Linked DNA regions of Gossypium raimondii: region 2 is linked to region 1. The links are chromatin contacts, called in public Hi-C maps. All regions are on one chromosome and are shown on one strand. Each heading gives the region's core, a stretch centred on a gene start, on an enhancer-like site or on the middle of the called end of the contact. The rest is flanking DNA. Distances are from core to core; before and after follow the strand shown. Region 1 has its middle 8.1 kb from the start of LOC105794096. Region 2 has its middle 15 kb from the start of LOC105795827.

Evidence for each region. A called contact is a pair of places that touch in the nucleus more often than the background predicts.
Region 2: a contact with region 1 is called in a Hi-C map of leaf, with 5 times the contacts expected there. The contact joins two enhancer-like sites. A contact is called at or near these places in 2 of 2 Hi-C or Micro-C datasets (both in leaf).

What each region holds. Positions count from the first base shown.
Region 1 is chr3:32,863,773-32,870,768 of ASM2569854v1, reverse strand. No RefSeq gene overlaps it. Among protein-coding and RNA genes, the nearest start is that of LOC105794096, 8.1 kb to the left of the region's middle. Within about 2 kb of position 3,683, the one cell type or tissue checked has open chromatin away from gene starts, as enhancers often do. A contact at or near this core is called in leaf, where this site is marked.
Region 2 is chr3:33,028,375-33,035,370 of ASM2569854v1, reverse strand. No RefSeq gene overlaps it. Among protein-coding and RNA genes, the nearest start is that of LOC105795827, 15 kb to the right of the region's middle. Within about 2 kb of position 3,625, the one cell type or tissue checked has open chromatin away from gene starts, as enhancers often do. A contact at or near this core is called in leaf, where this site is marked.

The DNA.
Region 1 (6,996 bases), core at 2,434-4,933:
ATAATGTTATTAATATATTGAGTGTTATCTATGGTATAGTAACTTTTAACATAATGTCATCAATTAATCCTACTTGAAATTAGTTGAAAAATACAAATAAGTAATATTTATATAATAAAAGTAATATATTAGTAGGATTATATAGGTAATTTATTTTTAATATAAAATAAAAAAATCACTTTCTTAGAAACTTGAACTTAGGTGCTCAAGAATTTAGGGTATGTTTGGTTGGGTAGAAAAGTGGAAGATGGACGTCACGACGTCGATCCTGCATTTTGAATTATTTACAATTAAGTCCTATTTTTATCTCGGGTTAGCTTTAGAGCTTACGTAAGCTCGTGTAAGACTCAAAATTGACTCTATTTCATGCCGAATGTATGTTTTAACTGAATTTTAATTATTGACTGCTATGAATTGTTTGTACTTTAACCGTGTTGCTCTGGAAAAGAATGTGACATCTTGTAACTCGAACCCAACGATCGGGTCGAATAGTAGGGTGTTACAAATTAATTAATCGTCTTGTGCATAGTTTAATTGGGAAATAATAATTCATTAGTAATTAGTAAGTTAAAATTAGTTTTAGCTTAGCTAGCTTTAGTTCAATACAATCATGGATTTGCACTACTAATTTGTAATTCGATTAGACTAGTGCTTGTTTTCGGATAGTTAATTTAGTAACAGTTTTCACCAACTTTAGCAATCCCCTAAGTACGATCCTCGGACTACTTCCAGTATTTCGTTGTAAATTTAAATCTTTATTTAATTGCTTTATTTTAAGCCTTGGTGCATGTACGCTAAAGCGTGATCATTCGGCAAAGTTGGTAGACTAACAATGAAATCCAAAGAGATTCATTCCCATTTCTACTCGGGAATTGAAATAGGTTGCAACAACCCAAAGGGATCTTGATGTTTAGCTTTCACTTGTTGGCAAGTCAAACATTTTGCAACATATTCAATGATTTCCTTTTGCATACCTGACTACCAACACGATTCTCGTAAGTCACGATACATTTTTGCACCACTAGGATGCATAGCAAATGGATCATCATGAGCTTCACATAAAATCAATTGCTTCAATTCAACATTGTCAGGTACACAAATTCAATTATGAAATCAAAGAGAATTATTTTTATCGATGTTGAAATTCTTTCCATCGCCTTGCTAAACAAGCTTTCTCTTCTCAACTAGCTTAGCATCCGGAAGTTGTGTCTCTCTAATCTGATCAATCAACCTAAATTTTACTTTCAACTCAACTAACAAGTCGCCATCACCACACATTTAAATGAGAAAACATTGATCTCAATTCGACTAATATTTCATAGCTCAAGGCATTAGCTACTACATTAGCTTTCCCGAGATGATAATCAATTACGCAATCATAATCTTTCAACACTTCAATCTAGTGACACTGACTCAAATTTAACACCTTTTAGGTGAAGAGATATATGAGACTTTTATGATCTGTATAGATGTAACAATTTTCACCATACAGATAGTACATCTAGATTTTTAGAGCAAATACCATGACATGTGGCTCTAAACCATGAGTCAGATAATTGTGTTCGTACGGCTTCAATTGTCGGGATGCATAAGCGATCACCTTGTCATTTTGCATTAACACACAACCCAATCCGCTCAGAGAAGCATCACTAGATATTACATATTCCTTGATATTATAATAATATTAGAAAAGCATAATGACTTAAAGCATATTTGAACTACTATAATAATAAACAATAATATATAATAATTAACATATAATGTACTACTATTATATATAACTATTATTACAATATAGATTATAATAAATTTTATAGTATTACATGATATTATAATGTTTAATCATTGATGCATATGTAAACAATTAATATTAATAAAATATTAATACATATATTACGATTATTATAATATAGATTATAATAAAAGTTGCATTATTACTTGATATTATAATGTTTAATCATCGATACATATATATAAAATACTAAAATATTATATGATATGATATAACATTATATAATATAGTAGGAGGGCTAACTTTCAAATGTATGAAAAGTATAGGGACTTAGAGCATATTTCAACCAGTACAATAATAAACTTAATATATGATAATAATTAATATATAATTAACTACTATTATATTATAGAATATAATAAAAGATATAGTATAAAAGTAACATGAATTATAATATATAATAATAATTAATATAACTTCTTTTTTTTGGTAAGTAAGGAAGGCATATAACAACCTTTAAGATCTAATCTTTCTTACATGAAAATCCCCTGTTTTATCCTCTAAAAGGAGTTGCCTAACACCAAACATGGGGAAATCAATAATTTTCGGTTCGTATTTATTTCTAGAACAAGACTTGGCTATGCAATCAACCATTTTATTTATTTCACGGAAGACATGTTAGATTTTGACAATCCAGTTGCGCCTACATTCCTCCTTTATTCTTTAGACTAAAGTTGTTGATTATGACCCTACTGAAGCATATGTTAGCATATCCATTAGACTTTTATTGTCAGATTCAATTATCACCTTGGTGTATCCCTTCTGCCAAACTATTTCAAGGCCATGGAGTATATAATTTATGTTTTTTTATACGACAAATTTGAATTGTGTTGTCATTGTATAAAAGTAAAATGAATTATTACATTCAAAATTAAAATATTTATAACTTAGAAAATTCAAAATTATCTGAATCTGTCAAAATCCGCCCAGCTTGATCTGAGCCCAAATTCGAAAAAATCGAAGTGCAAAAAAATCCGAGTTTGAAAGGGCTCGAGCTTGAGAAAATTCGAGTTCGAAGTATACCTAATCCAAGCTCACTTGATCCCAATAGTTTGCTAGCTCTAATTACATGGGTCAAAGTTGAAGTTATCATAGTAAAAATGATGACATCATATTTATGTCACAATTTTTTCTTTAATTAATTTAAATTAATTAAGAGATAAATAATAAATTTATGTATCGCCACTAATTAAAAATAAAAGAATTAAGTGATAATATCAAATAATAAATAAATAAATTTAAGTTCTTGTAGAACAATCAAATAGAACAATTATATTTTATAAGAACTCTCTTTTACTTATGATTGGATCAAATGAAGTAATTAAATTCTACAAGAACTCTATTATATTCAAGTAATTGACACTATAAAAAGGGGTCACCCAAGCTATTATACAGATACACAAGTTCAAGAAGCCCTAAAGATCTTAGTAGAAATCTTTGAAGAAGCCGAAGAACTTGAAGAAATTCTAAAAAAACACCATACCATTCTGAAAAAAGTTGCCTTTTAATCTAGTTTAACCGTGGAAAAGAAGTCAAAAGTTGTTTTTGAAGAAAGCCACATTTCGATCCAAATCAATTGAAGAAAGGAGGTCCAAACTTGTTTTAAAAGCAAGTCAACACAACACTAAGCAATCAGCATTCATCCAACAAGTCAAATGACTCTTGGACCAAAGTCAAACTAGAGAGAACAATTAAATGAGCTTTCTTTGTAAAGAAATCCAGATATTGTAACCTCTTTTTGAAGTTATCAATAAAAATTGACTTCATATTTTCAAGTCCACTTTTGACTCGAAATTTATGTGTAAAATAAAGTTTTGAATGAATAGTTTGACTTCAACTACTTGGACTTGAATATCATGATTGGACCTTGATGGAAATGAAGTCCATCTTCATCATGGGTCTTGAATTGGGCCAAGTTGCTTGTATTATAGGCGTTTGGACTCGAGCTTATTTTGCCAATTTTATTCTAAATTTTGATCTTGATTCTCTTCAAATTTTCTTTTAAAAATTTCACTTTTTTTCTTAGCTTAAGATGAATAAAAAAATTAAAAAACAAAATAACATAATCTTATAATAAGCGAAAAACAAGTTATTCAACCTCCATTCAACATAAAAAAAAAAAAAGCAAGCAAGAGATTAATTTTGCCAAGACTCAAACCTGTTAAAATATAAAATATTATTTTTGGCACCAAAATTTTCAATGAAAAAAAACACCAAATCGAACAAATAATACCTTAAGTACACCAACCAAATCGTAAATCAAATTTAGAAAATTTCGGCTTGTAAAAATTTTGGAAATTACAAAAGAAAAAGGAGAAATTTTGAGTTAAGAAATAAGAATTGTAAGCCCAAACCTATTCCTAAATTTTGCTTTTCAAATTTCCTCTAAGAAAAATCTCAAGCAAACATTTAAGGATTCACAAAACTGGTGTTGTTATCTGGAGAAGAAGAAATGTTTTCATAATGAATTGCTTAATTCCTTTACTTTTCATGATGAACTTCACGAAACTCTTTAATTTTTATTTTTATTTTACCTTTCACTTTAACTTAACTCTACTTCTTTATTACTAGGGTTTTTTTCATTTTATTTTTATTTCGTTTTCACATACTGATATATTATTCAAGTGAAATTGGTTATTTGGAAAAAAAACACATGTCCAATTTTCCTGATTGGTTTAGCATTTATTAACGATGATAATTCTAAATATCATAATAATGCATGATTGATAGTTCAAGTACTACATTAGGCATTTTCAAAGTACATGAACTACATTTGATATTTTATGAAAGTACATATACCAAATGTGATTCTTATTGATATTGTGGTAGTATGATAGCCCATCTTGAAGTAGAGGTGAACAAAATTCGATTCAATTTGAAAAAAATCGAATTTCAAGTTAATTGAATCGAGTTATTCAAGTTATTCGAGTCAACTTAAATAAGTAATTCGTGTTTCAAGTCAAGTCGAGTTGAATTTTACAATTTGAATAACTCGAATAATTCAAACAAAAAATTGATGTAAATACCCTTTTGGTCCCTGTCAATTTTGAAAATAAGCAAATTGGTCTCTCAACAAAAAATACAAAAAAAAAGTCAAAATAATTTTCAAAAATTCAAAATAATTAAGATACTTAGAATTCAAGATGAACTAACTATTGATAATTAAGATACTTAGAATTATATTTGATTAATAACTTTAATTTACATAAATAAAATTAGCACAACTTTTTTTAAAAATAATCTTTTATAATAAAATCAAAATTAAATTATAATTATTTCTAACTAATAATTTTAAATTATAATTATAATTATTACAACTTTTTAAAATTTTATGCTTAGAGTCCTATTCAAGTAATAATTCTATTTTAAAATTTTCAAAATTTTATTTATATCAAATTTCTTTTAAATACTAATACTAATAGTAAATTAAATTACAATTATTTTTAAATGTGTAATTATCACAATTTTCATTAAATTATAATTATTTTAATTGTATAATTATCATAACTTCTATTTCATCAACATTTATAACTAATAATTCTAAATTAAATATTATAATTATTTTAAATGTCGGTTTAGTAATATGATGAAAAATAAAGAAGATTCTCGTCAGTTCAAAAGTTCTTTCAAACTCATGCTTCTATATATCACAAATTCTTTATAAATTTAAATTTTTAAAATTTTATAGTTTTTAATAATTTTATAATTTTTTAATTTTAAAAAATTAAAATTTTTATGTCATTGTGATGTCATCATCTAACTTGTGGCAATTTATGATTAGTTGGATTTTTCAACCATTTTTTAACATTCAAAGAGTTAAACGATGAACAGTAGAAAATATTAGGTACTAAAGTGGCAAAAAATCTTTAAGGATCAAAGGAGAAAAACGATACTTTTAAAACTAAAGTATCCATTAAGCCAAAAATTTATTGTTTATGAGAATTATTTATTAAAAGATTTAAATATGGCAAAGGTCCTTGTATTTTTTTGAAATTTAAAATTTAGTCCATATACTTTAATTTTGAGACATTGAGTTCTGTACTTTTTTATTTAAAATCTTTGTCCCTCCGTCTACTTTTTCCTTTGAAGTTAATAGTTTCAAAGTTAAAATAAAGTTTTAGCCCTCAATATTTATAGTTTTTTTGTCAATTTAGTCCTTACCCATTAAAAGTACATAAAAATTTTAAAATTTTTTTCATATTTTAAATAAAACATAAACTTTAAAATTTATTTTTTAAAATTAAAAATAATAACTCTTTAAAATTTAAAAAACTATTTTAAATATATATTAAAAAATCCAAAATTCATCTTATGTAAACTGGACCAGACTAGTTGGATTGAGAATTACTGGGTATTAGTCCGGTTTTAGTTGACCCATGAATTGGTACGTACTAGTTGAACCGAGCTAAAAGAACTAGTTGAATTGGTAGTTGAACTGATCTCAAACTTTTCTGACCAAGTGGTTCCCAGAACGATTGGTCCAACCGATTCAAAGAAAATAAATTATTAAAAATAAAAAAAACTATAAATATCTGTTCAACTACCAATTCAATTCTATTTTAGCCTGATTAAACCAATTTGTACAATTTCATGGGTCAACCAGCTTTTTACCTCTAGCCGGATCGATACCCTAATCAGTTCCCAATCCAAAACGTCCAGTTTGATTTAGATAACATTAAATTTTGGAATTTTTATAGTTTAATATATTAAAAAAATCTTTTTACTTTTCATTTTTGAATTATTAAAGAGTTTTATTTTTTTCATAATTTTTTATTTTTTGTTTAAAATATGAAAAAAATAATTTTTAAATTAAAAAAATACATTCTTTTAAAGGGCATGAACCAAATTGACAAAACTGTAAATGTTGAGTGTTAAAAAAATTAAAAATTAAAAAGCGGGTGACTTGTAAACCGGTACAGACTGATTGAACTGAGCTAAAAATCAAGTGATAGTTGAACCGATTTATATATATATTTTTTCAATTTTTAAATAATTTATTTGCTTTGACCTGGTTGGTCTTACTTTCCTGGAACCAATATGTTAGACTAGTTTGAAATTAGTTCAACCATTTTTTAGCTTAGTTCAACCAATTCGTACCAGTTTGCAATTCAACTGGTGTTTTACTTCTCACTAGATTGATACCCCAACAAGATCCTAGTCCAATCGGTCTGAGTAGCCAATACGATTTGATTTATTTATTATTG
Region 2 (6,996 bases), core at 2,376-4,875, 160 kb before region 1:
GCTAAGCTAAAAGTAAAGTAAAATCATTGCAATTAATAAAATTAATTAATTTTATCTTCCATTCCAAACAAACTTAAAATTTTTCATTGCTTCTTTACCCAAACGAAGAACAAGTAATTTAATTAATTGCAAGGTTCTTTTCCTTTACTTTTAGCTTAGCATGGAAGATTCAAGATTATATAATCAAAAGAAGTTTAAGTTTAGTAGATAATTATCAAATATGAGTTATTTGAGTTGGTTTCATTAAAGATAATCTAGAAATGTGAAATAAAATTTTAAAATTTAAAAGTATATTAAATTAATTAATTTTAATATTATAGTAACAAATCGGTTGACATCATTAATAGATAAAAATTTCAACAATTTATTCAATTTATTTTTGATATTTAAATTTTCAATATTAAAAAAATTAAAATTTACTGAAATGGGATAAACAAGTACAATTTGACAATTTGATGTATTTTTTAGTTTCTACCTCTTTTCACTTTAACCGTTGTTTTTTTTTTTACAACAATCAATACTTAAGAAAGATGTTTTTTAAGTGACTAAAATGAAAGCAACTTAAAAGTTAGGTTACCAAATGAAAGTGCAAATCTGATGTGACATATACAATTAACCGCCTCATTAGAGTTTTAATGCTTGGATGACTAAAATGAAAGTGCCCTAATAGTTGGTGACCAAATTGAAAGGATTTTATTTAGGTTGACTAAAATGAAAGCGTCTTAAAAGTTGGTTGTCTAACTAATTAGTTTACCCTAATAAATATTTGCAAATCATAGTTAAAGCATTTTCACCATATTCAATGTACAGTATAGTTTTACATCATATAATCAAGGCTTAACTCACAAATTGGTACTTCAATTAAATCATTTTATCATTTTGATACTTTTAACTTTTTTGTCACAAATGATACCTAAACTATTTTTTCGAAGTTGGTATCTCCATGACTCCAACCTTTAGTAAAAGGTTAAGTCTATTTTAAAAAAGAAAAGTTTAACCTACAAATTGGTACTTAAACGATTCCATTTTTCTATTTTGGTATCTAAATATTTTTTTGTCATAAATAGTACCTAAACTACTTTTTCCTCAAGTTGTACTTACCTTAATTATGAGTCAAACCATTAAGTCTATTTTAAAAAAAGATAACCAATTAAAAATTACCATGTGACAAAAAGATAAAATATTATTTTCTTTACATATATTCTTTTTACTTTATATTTTTTTCTTTCTTCTTCCCTCATCTTAAGTTAAGTTCTTTTACAAGTGTGAGCATTTTGAGTTTTATGGTTTTGATTAAGATTTCTAGAGCTAGATTAAATTGTATTTTTTTTTGACAGAAATTAAATTGTAACTTGTGTTCATAGGGAAGGGAGTGTTTCTTCTCAGTTACCACCGACTCCAATAATGGAATCAAAATGAGTAATAGAAAAGAAAGAGTTTTCATTTTTACTTTGTTGGATACATATTTGTTTCTTGTCACAAGGTTTTTTCTACATTAATTAAATTCCTATCAACAAACAATTAATATATGAAAATGATTGTCACACTTTTCATAATTTGGTCAATGGCAGCACTTCCTAACACGATTTTTTAAGCAATTATCTGCATTCAGCATGAGTAACTTGGAAGTTTTCTTCTTTCACCTGCAATCAATGTTTCAAAATTAAATTGCAAAAACGATGGTTTCTTTTTTACAATACCATTGAATATATATATATATATATATATATATATATATATTTCATAATATGTATTAATATGATTTATTTTTCAGATTAAGGTTTAGGTTCTATTTTTATTTTTTTCTTGTCATTATCGACATTCTATTTTTACAAGTACATGATTGATCTCCTCATTAAATTCCATTATAAAAGCAACTTAGATTTTCTGCTTTTGTTCCATTGCCTTGTCATTTATGTGTTACCCACATAAGATATCCTTAATTTCTTTAAGTTAAATTCTTTCACCCAATTCGATCATATCTTATCTCATAGTCATCATTGCATATTTCATGGTGAAAAGACCATTGCTAACAAATAGTAATAGTAATGATACTCATTCATCCCTGACAAATGATCTGCGACCGATCTTTTCTCATAATTCATTCAATGCTAGTCAAAGAATATCATTTACTCTTTAATTGAAGATTTAAGTATGTAAAAAACCCTCAAAATTTTTCAAAAAAAGCAATTAAGCCCTTGCTTTTTTTTTTGCACTCAATTGGGTACTTGAACTTTTAAAATGCATCAAAAAGACCCTCAAACTTTTTCAAAAAAAGCAATTAAGTCCTTGCCTTTTTTGCACTCAATTGGGTACTTGAACTATCAAAATGCATAAAAAAGCCTTCAAACTTTTTCAAAAAGAAAAAACAATTAAGCCCCTACTTTTTTCTCACTCAATTGGGTACTTGAATTGTCAAATGCATCATCAAAAAGGCTCTTTGATCGTTAACTTTAACGGTTGATCGTTAAAGTTAACTTCTCCTAATTTTTTTCAATTAAAGACACCTCATTTCACAACCACGACGTGACATGTAGAAAAAAATTATAAAAAATAAAAATATATAAAAGTTATAAAATTTATTAAATTTTAATAAAAATGTAAAAATATTTAAATTTTACTAAAAATTAGAAAAAAATATAAAAATCGTAAAAATATTATAAAAATTGTAAAATTTTAAAAAAAATCATAAAAAAATTATAAAATGCATAAAAAAGGCCCTTTAACCGTTGGCCGTTAAAGTTAATGACCCCCAGTTTTTTTTAGTTAAAGCCATCACGTGTTGTAACACAACGTGACATGTGGCGAAAAATGATAAAAAATAAAAATTAATAAAAGTTATAGAAAAATTATAGAAAAATTATAAAATGCTTCTTTTGGTAGAATAATTTTTATAGTTTTTTTTATAAATTTTATATTTCTTTACATTTTTTTATAATTTTTTCTCCTATATTTCTATATGTTTTATATATTTTTACAATTTTATAAAATTTTACAATTTTTAATATTTTTTATTAAAATTTAATAATTTTTATTTATTTTTATTTTATCATTTTTGTCACATGTCACGCCATGACTGTGGCATATGGTGGCTTTAACTGAAAAAAATTAGGGGCGATTAACTTTTACGGTCAAAGGGCCTTTTTGATGGATTTTGGTAGTTCAAGCACCCAATTGAGTGAAAAAAAGCAGGGGCTTATTTGTTTTTTTGAAAAAGTTTGAGGGCCTTTTTTATGCATTTTGAAATAATTAAATAATATTTTTAGATTATATATATAAAGCAAGTAACCCCGTGTCTCAATCAACTTCATGTGATAGGAAAGGCTTTCCTAATTCCAAGCAAAACTTTATGTTGATCTCAAACTATATTTTTGTTTCTCGTTTAAATAGCGTCGTACCAACATACCAAATAATAAGAGAAAAAATAGAAGATTTGATGAAATTTGAAAAGAAAAGCGAAGAAGAAGCTAAGCAGAATGGTAAGTGAAGAAAAGGAAAGGAAAGAAAGTAATGGAGAGAGAATTGGGTTAATTAAAAGAGATGGGCATGCATGGGTTTGGATATTATTGTTTTCCCAACTAACTCAGATTTTAATATAAATTTAAGCGAGAAAAATAGCTGTGTTTGAGGTGCCTTTAGCTCTGGTTGGTTGGAAATTTATTCTTCTAACTTTTTCCACTGTCGGTGGTCTCCCCTTCTCTTGCCATAATATATAAAATAAAATAAGATGGTATATATGTATACAAATGTAGTTGCCGTTGCAGGATAAACAATGTGGACTACAATAACCTAAATTTAAATTTACACTTCTTTTAACTAAATTAAATGAATGATTTTTTTTATAAGCTTTGTATTTGAACTTTTTATCAGTTATCCTTAATTTATTTACAAGTTTACTATTTTGGGTATATAAATTTAATTATACTTAATTAAGAGATTAGATAATATCGAATCAAGCAATCGAATCTTTTGGATTGTAGAGATTTGAATTAGGATAGCATTGAAGTCACATCCCTAGCGGTCTACTCTATATTGGTCTTTACCATTATATTTTATCTTACTATTTTAACTGTTGGTCAATAGGGTAATTGGTCTAGTATGTTAGCAAATCTTGAAATTTGTTGGGGATCGACTCATGTATGCAACAAGAAAATAAAATTATAAGTGAGAAGATCAAACATACAAATATTTAGGTTGAAAAATTCCTCCGAAGAAAATAAAAAACCACAAGCAAAAAAGACTTCACTAAATTAGCAAAATCGAAAGAGTACAAGATGAAAATAATCTCAATAAAAACCCTAAACCCCGAAAGAACAAGGCACTCTGGCTAAAACCAGAAATTCCCTAAAACTCACAAAACTCTCTGAATCTCAAAGATGATGAAGATAATTAATCTAGGTTACAACAACCCCTTTTATAGGTTAAATAATCAGAGTTTAACTAGGAGAAGAAAATCCGGTTGAATTGGGAAATCGTATGTCCCTTATTGGGACGCCATTCTTCGCATCATCGGGACGTCGATTAGAAAATATGAAGCACACTATATCATGGTGTGATAGGACTTGAATAACTTATTGAATTGGGATTAGAGATAGTGGATCTACTTTGTAATGACCCAAATTTAAGGTTATCGGAATAGTGGTTTCATAACCACAAATCCAATTTAAAGAGAAAATTATTATTAATTTTTATGATTTATCGAGTGATTAGATATAAGTACTAGAGTATTGATAAGAAATTTTATTGATTGCATGCCTAAATTGCCTATTAGGACTTAATTGCAAAAGTGGGTAAATATGAGTTTTAGATGATAAAGGATTTATTTGAAGTGCATAATCAAAGTAGAGGTCCTTAAATAGAATTAGACCATAAAATTTCCATGGACAAAAATAGGCATGCATAGATAAAAATAACTAAAGTTTTAATGAATGGTATTTTAGTCATTGAATAATAAAAAGAATAAAAAGGGAAAAAGATGGCAAAAATATCATCTTCTCCAAAAAATATTGCTGCCAAAATTTGAAGGACACCATAGCTAGGGTTTTCACGCTTTCTCAAGCTCATAGTAAGTGACTCCAAGCCCTGTTTTTAATGTTCTTTACGTTTTTGAGATCTCGGTAGCTTAATTTAGCTTATTCTAGCAATAATTTTACCTAGGGTTTATATTTGGAATAATACCCATAGGTGAAAAGTGTTTATTTTGATATTTTAAGGTATAATATGAAGCTAGAAATTATGTTAAACAACTTTTGCTAGTCGATTTTAAGCGAAAACGAGTAAAACTCCATAATCGGTAAAATACCTAATGTTCATAAGTAGATGTTAGAGTGAAAATTTGATGTTGTCATAGAAGAGAAAAATGTTCAGCATGTTGTAAAACATAAGAATAAGAGATGAAGTTTAATTTCCGAGCTTTGGGGTAAAAGTGTAATTATGTAAAAGTTTAGGAGCAAAATTGTAATTTTACCAAAGTTAGAATCAAGGGCTATTTTAATGAATGTGAGTATTAAATAAGTTAAATTTGCTATTATAGATCAAGAAGAACGGAATTCTTGGTTAGATTGAGGAAAGAATAAGATTGAAGACTAAGTGGTAGATTTGACTATATTTGGTACCGAGGTAAGTTTACGGTAAATAAATGTAATATTTTAATAATTATTATTAATGCTGCTATTTTCCAGTAATTATGTATTTATTTTATGAATTTATTTAATGTTGACTCAAGTATGAGACTATAGAGAATTGATATTAAAAAGTCCCGTTGAAACATAAGGAAGGTATTGGATACAAATGTCATGACATTTTGGTAAAGAGATCCCATGTAAGACCATGTCTAGGACATGGCATTGGCATCCTTGAGATCATGAGAGGTCCCATGTAAGACCATGTCTGGGACATGGCGTTGGCACCGAGACGAGAGGTCCTATGTAAGACCATGTCTGGGACATGGCATTGACACCGAGATGAGAGGTCCCCCGTAAGACCATGTTTGGGACATGGCATGGGAACCGATATGAGAACTCCCATGTAAGACCATATCTGGGATATGACATTGGTAGTATATAAAACATCCCATGTAAGACCATGTTTGGGACATGGCTTTGGCATGTTATTATTAGAAAGAGACCCAAGTATCCTTATTGTTCCAATGTGGCTCAATGGGCTAGTAAATAACTTATGTTCATGAAAGTTCAGTTCAAAGCATAAATGGCAAGTTCAAGTGAGTTATAAGATTTAAGAGTATATTATGTTACCCATTGAAAATAAACGTTTCAGCAAGAGAAAAGTAAGTCATAATTATGAGTTATCTAAGTAAACAAGCAAGAGAACAAGTAAGGAAGTAAGTAAAGAGGAAATTAAAGATTATGTCACTTGAGTATTATTAATTGTGTTAAATGTTACTATTTATTTACTTGTAAACTTACTAAGCATTATGCTTACTTTGTTTATTTTCTTTTTATATAGCATTATTAATCAAAGTCGAGGATCCTAAAGATGTCAGAGATCGTCCACACTATCAACCACAACGACTCGGTATTTTATGATGAACTATGTTTGAACTATGGCATGTATAGGGACTTACTTATTTTGAATGTTGTATTATGATTTTGCTAAAGAATGATGTGTAAATATCTAAAGATGAATGGTTGTCAAAATGGTTAAGTATGAAGGTGTTTGTTGTTATACATGTCTATGTGATAAATTATGCATAGAAATCATGAAAGAGTAATAATTTGCAAAGAAACAAATTTCAAACAGCAGCAGTGACGTGATTTTGAAAAATCACTTAGGATAGTATAAAATGAATTAGAGGGTGTATGATATATAGAATGAAATCTTGTTGAGTTTATTTTAATGGAAAAATAACAGTTTAGCAAAAGAAATTTTATATTTTGAGATATGTGAATTTTGGTGAGACAGAGTCAGAACCATTTTTGGAGTCCCCTGTTCTGAGTTTAGAAAATCACTAAAAATTGTAAACAAATATTTATGAGT